Regions from separate parts of the Mus musculus genome. Here region 1 is linked to region 2. The links are chromatin contacts, called in public promoter capture Hi-C maps. All regions are on one chromosome and are shown on one strand. Each heading gives the region's core, a stretch centred on a gene start, on an enhancer-like site or on the middle of the called end of the contact. The rest is flanking DNA. Distances are from core to core; before and after follow the strand shown.

Evidence for each region. Promoter capture Hi-C pulls out the DNA fragments that hold promoters and counts their contacts.
Region 1: a promoter capture Hi-C map of liver shows a contact between it and region 2, with 2.6 times the contacts expected there. The contact joins the enhancer-like site here to the promoter of Odaph in region 2. A contact is called at or near these places in 6 of 39 promoter capture datasets (cranial neural crest, embryonic stem cells, liver and 2 more), 1 of 15 datasets of contacts at CTCF or cohesin (the NIH/3T3 cell line), 2 of 484 Hi-C or Micro-C datasets (ECoMG-derived neutrophils and regulatory T cells), 3 of 115 datasets of contacts at active chromatin or transcription factors (bone marrow-derived macrophages and embryonic stem cells) and 4 of 9 other capture datasets (adipose tissue, embryonic stem cells, liver and 1 more).

The regions. Positions count from the first base shown.
Region 1 is chr5:92,110,395-92,117,058 of GRCm38.p6, reverse strand. It overlaps a transcript of G3bp2 not described here. Among named protein-coding and RNA genes, the nearest start is that of Uso1, 24 kb to the left of the region's middle. Within about 2 kb of position 4,093, at least 56 of the 459 cell types and tissues checked have an H3K27ac peak or open chromatin away from gene starts, as enhancers often do. A contact at or near this core is called in adipose tissue, embryonic stem cells, liver and 2 more, where this site is marked.
Region 2 is chr5:91,985,611-91,991,908 of GRCm38.p6, reverse strand. It overlaps Odaph (odontogenesis associated phosphoprotein), which reads right to left and starts at 4,436. Exons shown (of 2, transcript NM_001177577.1): 1 at 4,351-4,436. The coding sequence starts at 4,414.

The DNA.
Region 1 (6,664 bases), core at 2,844-5,343, 130 kb before region 2:
ATCTTCCGTTTTAAAAACTTGGTTCATTAAACCTTAGTTTATAATGAATCCTAACACTAATGAATCTTTATAAAGAAGCTAGGAAAGGCTTCTCATTCGTCGGTTTCCTAATGGCTTTCTTTGATCTAACCTGTGTCAATGTGTTGTTTCTTCTGGGATCAGAGTCTGTATCATTGTGTCTGTCTTTTATTACATTTTTCTCCAATAAAAAGTTATACTTAGTTACTGGGCTTTTGTTAAGTCTTTATTTGTGTGTGTGGTCTGTGTGTACGTATTAGCGTGGGTGTTTACACATGCTAAAGGTAGACTTAGGTTATCTTTTAACCTGTTGCTTTCTACTGATTTCTTTGTTTGTTTGTTTGTTTGGTTGGTTGTTTTTTGAGAAAGGGTTTCTCTGTGTAGCCCTGGCTGCCCTGGAACTCACTCTGTAGACCAGGCTGGCCCTTGAACTCAGAGATCCGCCTTGCTCTGCCTTCCAAGTGCTGGGATTAAAGGTGTGCGCCACCACTGCCCGGCTCTGCTTATTTCCTAATTTTAATTTTACTTTTATGTGTATGGGTGTTTACTGTGCACTTCTGTCTGTGTACTGCATTCGTGCTTGGTGCCCTCAGAGGCCAAAAGAGGCCAGTGGATCTCTTGAAACTGGAATTACACATGTTTTGGGGCTACTGTTGTAGGTGCTAGGAATAGAACCCTGAGCTATTTGGAAGCTTAGACATCTCTCCTCCTCCTCCTCCTCTTTCTCTTCCTTCACCTCTCCTTCCACCACTTCTACCCCAGGCCTGGGGCTGCTGGAGCAGGCGCCAAGGTTTCTGTGGGTCCTGGGGATCTGAACTCACATCATCACACTTGCCAGCCAGGCAGGCGCCTTACCTACTGAGCCATCCTCCCCAGCCCTGTCATTCACTCTAATTGTTGAGGTCCTTTACTCTTCCCGGGCATGCATATTGGTCCTTGTAAGTCTTGTTTGCTCTTCATGACCTAACATGGACTTTCAGTAGAGGTCATCTTTGACATGTTCTAGACCCTAAACATTGCTAATACATAAAGTAACCCTCACAACCATACTGCAGAGAGTCACTATTACAGCATCACTCAGCAGCAAGTGGCAGAATTTGGAGTTGAAACTCAGTCCATCTTGAGCCCATAATATATAATAAAGAACATGTAGGGGCTGGAGAGATGGCTCAGCAGTTAAGAGCACTGACTGTTCTTCCAGAGGTCATTAGTTCAATTCCCAGCAACCACATGGTAGCTCACAACCATCTGTAATGAGATCTGGTGCCCTCTTCTGGTGTGTCTGAAGACAGCTATAGTGTACTTATATAGAATAAATAAGTAAATCTTTAATAATTAATAATGTCCCAGTGCCCAAGTGAATTAGGACTGCTAACATTCAAGTGTAAGAGTTGTCCAAGCTGGGCGTGGTGGCACATGCCTTTAATCCCAGCACTTGGGAGGCAGAGGCAGGCAAATTTCTGAGTTCGAGGCCAGCCTGGTCTACAAAGTGAGTTCCAGGACAGCCAGGGCTATACAGAGAAAACCTGTCTCGAAAAACCAAAAAAAAATTTAAAAAATTAAAAAACAACAACAACAACAAAAAACCAAACTGGCCTTTTAGACATGTAGAAATAGCTTAGTTGGCTGGAGAGATGGCTCAGAGGTTAAGAGCAGTAACTGCTCGTCCAAAGGTCCTAAGTTCAAATCCCAGCAACCACAAGATGACTCACAACCACCTGTAATGAGATCTGATGCACTCTTCTGGTGCATCTGAAGACAGCTACAATGTACTTACATATAATAAATAAATAAATCTTAAAAAAAAAAGAAAGAAATAGCTTAGTGAGAACCCCTCTATACCCAAGGCTGCTCCTGATAACCAGAACTACACACTGAAGATAACCAGACGTAGTCCTAGAACCTCATGACATCCACTGGACAGTGTAAGCAGAGACTAAGAGCAGTGCTCTGTTCTGCACATCTAGAGAGATGCTACCTTGATCTGCCCTGCAGCTGGAGAGCCTCTCCCAGGATCCTGATCCTCAAGTCAGAGTCTACTCTTATCGACTGTACTTGACATCTAGCTAAGATGCATCAAACAAGAGAGCAGCCTTGGGGAAGTAGGTTTAGGACTGAAGTTAGGAATTTAGCCTGTGAATCTTGTGTGAACCCTCAGCATAATAAAATACAACTTCTGTTTTACTAACTACATGTATCTACCTTCCTGATTTTGTGACAGTTGGTACAGTCTAGTCAGCAGGATCTTAGATGATCCTTAGAAAAGATGAAACTAAGGTGGCATCTTGCTATTCCTAAGGGCCCAAACTGGCTCCAGAGATAAGGGCGAATCCCCGACTTCAGGACTTCCTCCACAAAGCCACAGGCTTTTGCCTTAAGATTGGGTAGCCCAGAGCTGGTCGCAGGAAGGAAAGAACCAGAACCCTGAGGAAGAATCACTGTGGCAGGAACTAACGCCCGTGGGCTTCTGCCTTAAGATGTGGTAGTAGTGGAAGCAGTTCACTCGGAGTTACGTGAGGGACTGGATAGCCAGGGGACTAGTAAGCAGGGCAGATCGACGTGGTGTCTGTCCAGATGTGCAGAGCAGAGCACTGCTCTTGGTCTCTGCATATATACATATATACTGTCCAGTAGGCATCTGGGGTATTAGGACTGTGTCTGATTATCTTCAGTGAGTGATGTGACTTGGTTCTGGTTATCAGTCAGGTGCAGCCTTGGGTGTAGTAGGGACCCTCACTATTTTTACATGTCTAAAAAGCACTTTTTTTTAAAAAACTATGCTCTACTTTGAGGGTCAGGTTCCTGGAGGTAACTTTCCAGCTGCCGGGCAGACCAAGGTGGTGTCTGTCCAGATGTGCAGAGCAGAGCACTGCTCTTGGACTCTGCTTATATTCTGTCCAGTGGGCATCAGGGCATCATGGAGTTTTAGGCTCTTGCTTTACTATCTCCAGTGATGTCCCTGGGTTTGAGCTATCAAATGCAGCCTTGGGGTGTAGTGGGGTTCCTCACTAAGCTATTTTTACATGTCTAAGAGGCTTTTTTTTTAATTTTATTTTCCTGTGTTCACTACTTTTTCAAATCCTTATCTCCCTCATCTTGAAAGACTTTCATGGGAAAGTTTTACACACACATATACACACACACACACACACACACACACACACACACACACACACACGAAAGACTTTCATGGGAAGGTTTTATACACACACGCGCACTGATAGCCAAGAGCTGTGAAAACCCCCACCCGACCTCAGCCAAACAAACGCCTGGTCCTGTGTGTTTGTGTTTTTCCCACACTCGCTCTAGACAGAGTGAAGTTTGCTTTGTGCAGACATTGAAGCTGGAGTAGTCTCTTTGTCATCTGAAACTTACTTCCTACTGAGGCAGGAGGATCTCTGAATTCAGCAAAGGCTGTCCTTGAGCCAGAAAAGAAAACAAAGCAGGACAGCAGATACCAGAGCCTAAAGGGGGTTAAAATGAGGGCTGGAGAGATGGCTTGGCAGTTAAGAGCACTGGCTGCTCTTCCGAAGGTCCTGTGTTCAATTCCCAGCAACCACATGGTGGCTCTCGGCCATCCATAATGGAATACTCTCTTCTGGTGTGTCTGAAGACAGCTACAGTGTACTCATATAAATAAAATAAATCTTTTTTTTTTTTTTTTTTTTTTTGGTTTTTCGAGACAGGGTTTCTCCCAGGCTGGCCTCGAACTCAGAAATCCGCCTGCCTCTGCCTCCGGAGTGCTGGGATTAAAGGCGTGTGCCACCACCACGCCTGGCAAAAATAAATCTTAACTAAAGAAACATACAATAAGTAAATATTTAAAAAAGAAATGGGTGTGTGTGTGGAATTTTGGGAAAGCTGCTTCAGCACTGCAGAGTGCTGGGACTACAGGCGGAGAGACTCGCCTAGGAAGAGCTGAGAACTTTGTCTCCTTCCTCACCCCCAGTCTCCCCAGCACCCCACTGTCACCTGGCTCCACTTCCCCAGCTACTCCTGAAGGGAGTGTGCTCTTCCCTCCAGCGGAGGGACTGCTCTGACCTGCATAGCTCTTTTATTTGTGTTTTTAAAAATAAGGTTTGCCAGCACTTTGTTCAGCTGGGAGAGCCAACCGCAAACAATACACAGGAAACTGCGGGGGAGTTACGAGGGCGACTTCTTTTTGCTCCCGGCTGTAATTCCCGGCTCCAATTGAAATGGTAAAATGCGTGAATTGCTAATTTGCCTCGCTCTGGGGTCCTGTACTTTCCCTAACCTGCAGGTACAGCCCAGGCTTTTGTGGGTGTTCTCTCTCCTGAAGGGAGAGATCTGCCTCCTAGAGGAACTTTCTAATGAGGGGAAAGTCAGGCAATTAAGCTAATCTGGGACTCCGATGGGCCGGAAACTATCTCCTCAGGGTGTTTTCTCCTTAAACTTGACTGAGAGTTTAGCTTTTAGGGCAGACCAGTAGGTCACAAAAGTTGTTTAGAGGATTGCTTGCTCTGTCACAGTGAGACAGTTATCTGGAGAAGGGTTTACCTGAGGTGGGGGAGCCTTGGCTCCTAAAGAATAAGATGTAGGTTGAAATTATCTTTTAATTAAGCTCTAAGAAATTAAAATGACCTTCACTGGAGAAGTGAATAGGGACAATAGCCAGGTGGGTGTGGCGGTGGGAGTCGGGGTGGGAAGGAACACAAAGAAAAACTCTCTAGGTTGGTTTGTTGCTGGGGCTGACCCCCAGGAGCCCCAAGTTTCGAGCTTCCAAATGTTCCCTGGCCCCGCCCTTCCTTAAGCACAGCCCGGTTCTTCCTTCGGCAACTTGACTGCTTGTTTGAGCTTTTCTTTTTTATTTAATTTTCTCTTCTTTCTTTCTTTCTTTCTTTCTTTCTTTCTTTCTTTCTTTCTTTCCTTTCCTTTTCTTTTCTTTTCTCTTTCTTCCTTTCTTCCTTCCTTCCTTTCTTTCTTTCTTTTCTTTTCTCTTCCTTCCTTCCTTTCTTTCTTTTCTTTTCTTTTCTTTTCTCTTTCTTCCTTTCTTCCTTTCTTCCTTCCTTTCTTTCTTTCTTTCTTTTCTTTTCTCTTCCTTCCTTCCTTTCTTTTCTTTTCTTTTCTCTTTCTTCCTTTCTTTCTTTCTTTCTTTCTTTTCTTTTCTTTTCTTTTCTCTTTCTTCCTTCCTTCCTTTCTTTCTTTCTTTCTTTCTTCCTTCCTTCCTTTCTTTCTTTCTTTCTTTCTTTCTTCCTTCCTTCCTTCCTTCTTTCCTTTCTTTCTTTCTTTTTTTTTTTTTTTTTTTTTTAAAGATTTATTTATTATTATATGTAAGTACACTGTAGCTGTCTTCAGACACACCAGAAGAGGGAGTCAGATCTTGTTACAGATGGTTGTGAGCCACCATGTGGTTGCTGGGATTTGAACTCTGGACCTTCGGAAGAGCAGTCGGGTGCTCTTACCCACTGAGCCATCTCACCAGCCCTCTTTCTTTCTTTCACAGCCTCCTTCCGTGTGTGCCCCGAGGTTTGATACTAACGGTGCAGATTCCTCTCCTCTCACAATCTTCCTTCCAGGGTACTGGAATCACATACAGACTTTGCCACCACACCCAGCTTGTATTACCTGTTTTTTTTTTTTTTTTTTTTTTTTTTTTTCCGGAGCTGAGGACCGAACCCAGGGCCTTGGGCTTGCTAGGCAAGCACTTTACCACTGAGCTAAATCCCCAACCCCTGTATTACCTGTTTTAAGCCTAGTTTGCTCGATGTTTTCAGTTCCTGGGTGTCCTGACTGCCTGTTGTCTCAGTACTCTGCACCCGGACCACTTTCCATCCCCAAAGTTGGTTCTTAGTGTCTTTCAGCCCTGGCCAGTACTTTCAATGTCTACTTACCGTCTCTGCCAGGGCGCTGTGTAGTTTGCAGCCCTATGCCCTTTAGTTCTTGGCTCTTTGTAAACATTTAAGAAGCACTCCCTGAATGGAAAGATTTGAGAAGAGAGCCCCAGGGCAGTTGGGTAGTTGACAAGGGTAAATGCTACTGGTTGGAAGACTCAGAGGCGGTGTCTTCTGGGTGGGTGCCAGCTCTTTCTTGGGTCATGTTGTCTCTGCTTGTTTACAGGTTCCCTGACTGGAGCCCAGTGACAGTGGCTTCTGCCAACCAAATCTTCAAAACATTCATAAACTCTTCAGCACTTTTATCTCTCCACCTGAAACTACAGGGAAGCCAGGGTACAGACAGAAAAGTCTGAGGGTGCCTGCTTTTTCCTTCTTGAGGGTCTACTTAGTTTGGCTACAAAGACTGGGTGGTTTAAGGAATGGCCTTCAGCTATGTTTTAAGTGTTGCTTTTTTTTTTTCCTTCTGTGAATTCTGTTCCAGAGGTTGTAGTGGCCAAAGCACCTTTTACTCTGAACAATGAAAGAATCAGGCCAGTGTGAGTCCCTGCTGTCCACTTTTAGCCTTCCAAGGTAGACCAGTTGCCCTGCTCTCTTTGTGTAGTTAATTTTTCTTTTGCTCTAGTAATAGTCTTGAGTTCACTTTGCAGGAGTATTTGGAAGTTTCTTCTAGGTCTCTTGATGTGTCTTCGTTGTCTGATGCAGTCCTATTTACAGATTCCAGGTGTGGGGTCTTGGCAGGGGCATTTAGAAGAGCATTGCTGCGGCTTCCGTAATAGTACTCAGGGCTCACT
Region 2 (6,298 bases), core at 3,187-5,686:
GATGCCCTGAAGCTGACCTCTCAATCCCATAGTGGTTGGTGCTAGAGCATGCAGAAGACTTTTCTACCAGGCTGAGGTGTTTAGCTTCGTGCTCTCTTCTGGGAATCCACAAGCAGCTTCCCTCTATCACCCACCCAGGACAGTCGATGAGACCATATAAACATGTTTTGATATTTCCCCAGCAAGCTAATCACATGATGATTACAGTGGGTTACTACTTCCAAGTTACTACTGCAAGTGTCCTCGAATGTAAGAACTGGAGCTGGAGCACTGGCTCCTCAGCCAGAGGACTCAGGTGTGATTCCCAGTACACACATGGTGTCTTACAACTACCAATCTGGTTCCAGGGGATCTAACACACTCTTCTTCCAGGCATGCAGGTGGTGTGCAGGCAAAACACCCCTACATATAAAGTAAAAATAAAGTGTGGGAGCCCTAGGACTTGGTTTGGCAGTCTGTCTCATGGGACAAGGTCAAGACTATCTATGTGAATTGATGCTAAACGGCTTCTTCCTTCCCCTCGCTCAGCTGACCCCGCCTACCTATCTCTTCTTTAACCTCATTCTGCTCACTTCCTGAAGTCATTATCTTTGTTTTCTCCTCAAACTGCCTTGAAAATTCCATCTTGATTTACTACCTCTCTAAGTTTACCTAATGCCACATTTCAGAGTGAAAACTTGGGCAATCTGCTAATAACATCTCAGGTTCTTCTTTTGTTAAAGAGGGCTGTAAACATCTCAGGTTCTTTTGTTAAAGAGGGCTGCAAACATCTCAGGTTCTTCTTTTGTTAAAGAGGGCTGCAAGCTTTGTACCCATTCAAACAGTTAAACAGTGCTGTCCCCTCTACCCCAAAACGCTGCTTTGGCAAAAGTCCTTAATATTCCTGGGCTTAAATTTTGGCTCCCGGTGCCTAGAGTTCCTCTTGTCCTGGATCTCTCATGTAGTGCCCAAGTCAGACCTCCTTAGGGAGATCGTCCCTGCCTGGACGCTGGATTGGAACTTGGAAAACTTCCATAGCAGTCTTGGCCCACCAGCATTGAACTTATGAACCATGCCCTTAGCATTCCTGAAATGCCCAGCAGACCATCTTACAGACTGGCCCTACCCCCAGGGCCTGTGGAAGAATTAAACTGATGGAGAGAAAGCTTCATTTCTATAACAGCATAAGTTTCTATGTTCTTACCTATGAAGGACAGTGTGAAGATTAACATGTATTTCCCACACGTCACACACTGACACACCAGCAAGGGCACTGTACATCAAAGCTAAGCATCCTGAAAACTTAATAAGACCAAAGTAGGTCACACATTTGAATGTTGACTAAAAAACATCTGCCAGGCAGTGGTGGCTCACGCCTTTAATCCCAGCACTTGGGAGGCAGAGGCAGGCAGATTTCTTAGTTCAAGGCCAGCCTGGTCTATAGAGTGAGTTCCAGGACAGCCAGGGCTACACAGAGAAACCCTGTCTCAAAAAACAAAAACAAAAACAAACAATCAAACAAACATCTGGAGAGGCAGGGCAGCATGATATTCCAGAGGCAGGGTCCCTGCTTCTAATACTGTGACTAAGGACAGATCACCTCACCCCTGAGGGTTTTTTTTTCCCTTATTTGAAAGATGTAAGAATAGTATGGTCTATCCAATGGGCTTATGAAATTATCCAAGATAAGATATTAACGGTTCTGGGAGATACCCTTTGCATAGTACACATTTATTAAGTTAGCAATTGTTATTGTTAATTGTTAAGGTTGTGAATGTTATAGAAGGATTTTTAGCAGCACAAGCTTCACTTCTTAGGTTTATCTGTTTATCTTTTATATAAGATCTGTGTGTATCAAGGTAAGGGTAGGACTAAAGTACATAATAACTATAAGACTAGGAACTCTGTGAAGACGAGGGATTATTGATTCTGTTGGTCATTGCTGATGTCTTCAGCACCTGGAACACTCCCTGGATGGCAGTGTTATCCTTGAAGACTTGGTGTATCTCTGAATGACTAGGCAGACACTGGCTGTTCTTCTCGGTGTTTTTGTGGTACTCAGCGAGAATTTAATTCCAGCCTTAGAGTGTTTTAAATAATAATTTATATTTAAAATTATAGTATTATATAATACAAGCCAAAATATTGTTTGAAGTTTGGATGTCAGTCTTAAATGGGCTTATTATAGTCTAGACGTGAAATTTGTATCATACCCCCAAACTAGCTCGATTTTTTAAAAAAAGAGGTAATGATGAGAAGATCTTTTTATAATTACCTGTGCTCTGTGGTTTATCTGGGCAGTCAAGAGCTGTTTTGTAGAGAGCTGTAGTGATTTTTATAGCAGCAAGCCTGGGTCTACCCACGCCATTCTTCCTTACAGAGCACCTGGAATCTTAGATTTCCCATGCCCATTCAGACTCCAGCCACAAAGAAATACCAATGCCGTGGTTAACTGACTCATAATAACTGTAACTCAATTCATTTTGTGGACACCAAGAACGATTGGCTATTTTTGTAAAATTCATCACTTGAAAGATAAAGAATTTAGAGCCCAGAAAATGTGCTAAACTCCCCGTCCCCCCTTCAGGATGCTGTACGTCGGGTCAACCGTGTGCACATCCCATATTACATGCTGAATTGAGCGCTGTGATGACAAAACCATAGCGCCTGTCTCTGAGGATTGGAAAGAGATTAGATACAGACAGATCTGCCAGTCAGGCATGGAACATACACTGCAGGTGAGGCACAGACTGCTTTGACAATCCAAAGATGTCAGAGAAAAACAACCTATTTTACAATAAAGTGCCTCCAGAAAGACTTGTAAGTGTGATATTACAGTAGCATTTAATTGCTGTTACTCGAAGCAGAACTGCAGAGAGCAGATGTGAGGCAGGAAAGGAGCAGGTGCTCTTGGACGGCGAAGGGCACAGGGACACATGTGAGCCTTCCTGCTGGGCAGTCAGTCCCAGAGGACAAGCAGAAATGAGTGATGACCTAGAACCTGTGCTGCCAAGCTCAGAGACCAAATCTCACCTTTCAGACGAAATTTTTATTTGTTTGTCTGGGGACATTGTCTCACTATGTAACCCTGGCTTTCCATTCTGAAACTTGCTACATAGACTAGGCTGGCCTTGAACTCGCAGATATCTTTCCGGCTTCTGCCTCTGAGTGTCAGGATCAGAGGCACACACCACTGTGTTCAGCCCTCAAAGGATAGTTTTAGATATAAATAATTGAAATCTCGAATCTCGTTATAACCTATTTAGCTATTTTCAAAGCCTCAAGAGAACAAAACAAGAGATGTCAACAAATTTGCTCTGTGACTACATGTGCCCCATAAGCTGGAAAGAAGGTGGCCTCTTTTTCAGCAGATGTCCATAACCTCATCTTGGGAATTGAGGAACTGCTGCCCTGTGATAGCTGTAGTCTGTGCAGAGGCTGGGTTAGGGGATCTCTGGGTATCTAGCAACAAGTTCTGATGCCTCTCCCTGTCTCCAGTCTGTCTCAGACATTGTGTGACAACTGCAGAGAAAATGTTGGAAGATGAATGGAGTCTCACTGAACCCCTTGAAAAGCTTCCCTAGGTCAGGGAATGTAAGTGGGCGAGAGGCTCTGTCCAACACTGGATCCCTCCTCACTGAACAGCACCTACGTCTGCATTTAAAGTCAATTACGAAAACAAATGCTAGATGCAGGGCCCCCAGGTTCTCCTTCCTATTCCTTTCTCCTATCTTCCATATCTTCCCTTGGGCAGGGACTTGAAATCCAATGTCCATGCTCAGAGCATCTGCAGGTTCAGTGGAGAGCAAGGGGGAGGAGTGCAGGGTTGGGGGGGGGGTGCTGGGGGAGGGGAGAATGGGAGCAAGGGAGAAATTAGTCAGCCTCAGGAAATCTGCTCACCTTGGTAGAGCCAAGACACAGCTCATCAGGTATGATTCATTAAAGCAATAAACAAAGACTCAGCCTGAAGAGCTGGCTGCTGGAAATGGAAGGAAGCAGACAGTGCTATAATTCCACATAAACACTGTTAGCTCCATAACCGATAACCGTAGTAACAACAGTAGCCTTGATGCAGTGCTTTTAATGTGCAGAGGCTTTTGCTTATAGCTCAGTTGTCCTCTCCAGCCCCACAACAATGCATAATCATATATAATGTTCAAGTATACCCTAAAATCACAGAGGTAACGCTAAGACTGGGATCCAGGTCTTCAGGTGAGCCACCCCAGCCTTTCATTTCATTCACACAGGCTGATGGTAGCAAAGAAACATTTCCAACATATGGAAATATGTAACCATGGAAGCCACCTTTGTTTTCCTGTATGGTATTATTTATCTAACCCACACACAGTAGGTAAAAACTCAGACTCTTACCTTCTGCTGTAGTTACCACCAACCAGCTGACCAGTAACCAGGAGACATGGAAAGCTGGAGCCATGGCTTCTGCCCTGAGCACTCACTGCTCTGGGCCCCAGGCTGCTTTAAAGGAGAGTGAGTGAGTTGGCAGCAGCCTGAGTCAGGCAATTTGCATTTGCATAGTGGACCACAACCACCCGGACCTGTGGTGGGAGAGTAAGAAACTCTCAAGGAAATACCAGACAGTCTTCGTCAACCTGAAGCTTCTGGTAATGCCAGGCAAGCGTCACGCACCTCTCCTTCACTCTGGACTGAAGGAAGCCACCTTACCTTCACTACCCTGTCAGTTCCAAACACTCCCCACCTCAGTGCCTTCTCTTCACTTGTAACCATGGCTCTCCAGCTGCAAGGGAAGGTATTTTGGTTTCTTTTCTATTGCTATGACAAAAACACTATGACCTGACCAAGGCAGCTTATAGAACCTTCTAATGCTGCGACCCTTTAATACAGCTCCTCATGTTGTGGTAACTCCCCCTTTCCCCAACCATAACATTATTGCATTGCTACTTCATAACTAATTTTGCCACTATTGTGAATCCTAATGGAAATATCTGATATGCAGGATATCTGATATTCGACCCCCATGAAAGGGTCTTTTATCCCCTAAAGGGGTCATAACCCACGGGGTCGAGAGCCACTTTTATAAAAGAAAGAATTTATTTGGGCTGACAGTTTCAGATGGTGAGCCCATGGCCACCAAGGTGGGGAATCATGGCAGCAGACAGGCAGGCATGGTGCTGGAGCAGTATCTGAGAACTTATATCTTATCCACAGGCCTGAGACAGAGAGAGATCTAATGTGAAGTGGTATGGGTTTTTGAAACGTCAAAGTCTACCCCTATGCCTCCCAATTCTTCCCAAATAGTTCCACCAACTTCAGATCAAGCATTCAAATGCATGAGCCTATTAGAGCCATTTTCATTCAAACTCCCCACAGAAAAGAACTACCTTAGCTCCTCACCACATAGCTTGACTTCCTGGAGCAAATCATGAGGGAAGAGGAGATTTCCTGATCCAGGTGTTTGAAGAAGCTGCTGTTAGATTCTGACCCAAGTGTATGGTTCTTCTCTGCCCTATGTCTGCCCATGAGGGAAGGGCCATGGGTAGAAAAGTGTCTTTCCTTGTGGCCACTATGGTCATTGTTTAAACAAAAATGAAGAAACCTGGAGCATAACTTAATAAGCCTACTTTCTAGACTTTCTTCTAAGTCACCAACTTGCTTGTAAGATGAACATGTGTCTTGGTCACTGTTATAGTGCTGTAAAGAGACACCAAGACTAAGGCAACTCTTACAGAGAAAGCATTAGATGGGGGCTGGCTTACAGTATTAGAGGGTTATTCCATCATCATCATCATGACAGGAAGCCTGTCATAGTGCAGGTAGACACTGGGGCAGTACCTGAGAACCACATACTGATCTGTAAGCAGAGATGTCTGGGCTCCACATGGGATTCTGAAACCTCAAAGCCCACCCCCAGTGACACACTTCCTCCAACAAGGCCACACCTCCTAATCCCTTTAATCCTTTTAAATAGCGCTACTCCCTGGTGACTAACTAGTCACATTCATGAGCATATGGAGGCCATTCTTATTCAAACCACCACAGCCAGACACACCAGTGCTTGGCTGGCCTCCCGAGAGGATTCTTTCAGTTGTGAGAGTAACAGGAAGTGGTCACAAGAATTAAGAGGCTGGTTCTTGTTAGAAAAAAGAAATACCCAAAACTTTCTAATATCATTTTCTTTTCTCACTTGCCATTTGATTATCTGTTCAAGCCAGCATGGTGACACTAGTCAATTATTGCAGGTATTTCAGAGGCTGATGTGGAAGGAAGGCTTGACCTATGAGTTCTAAACTAGCCTAGGCAACATAGTGAGTCAGATGCTGTCTCAAAAAAAATGTATTTT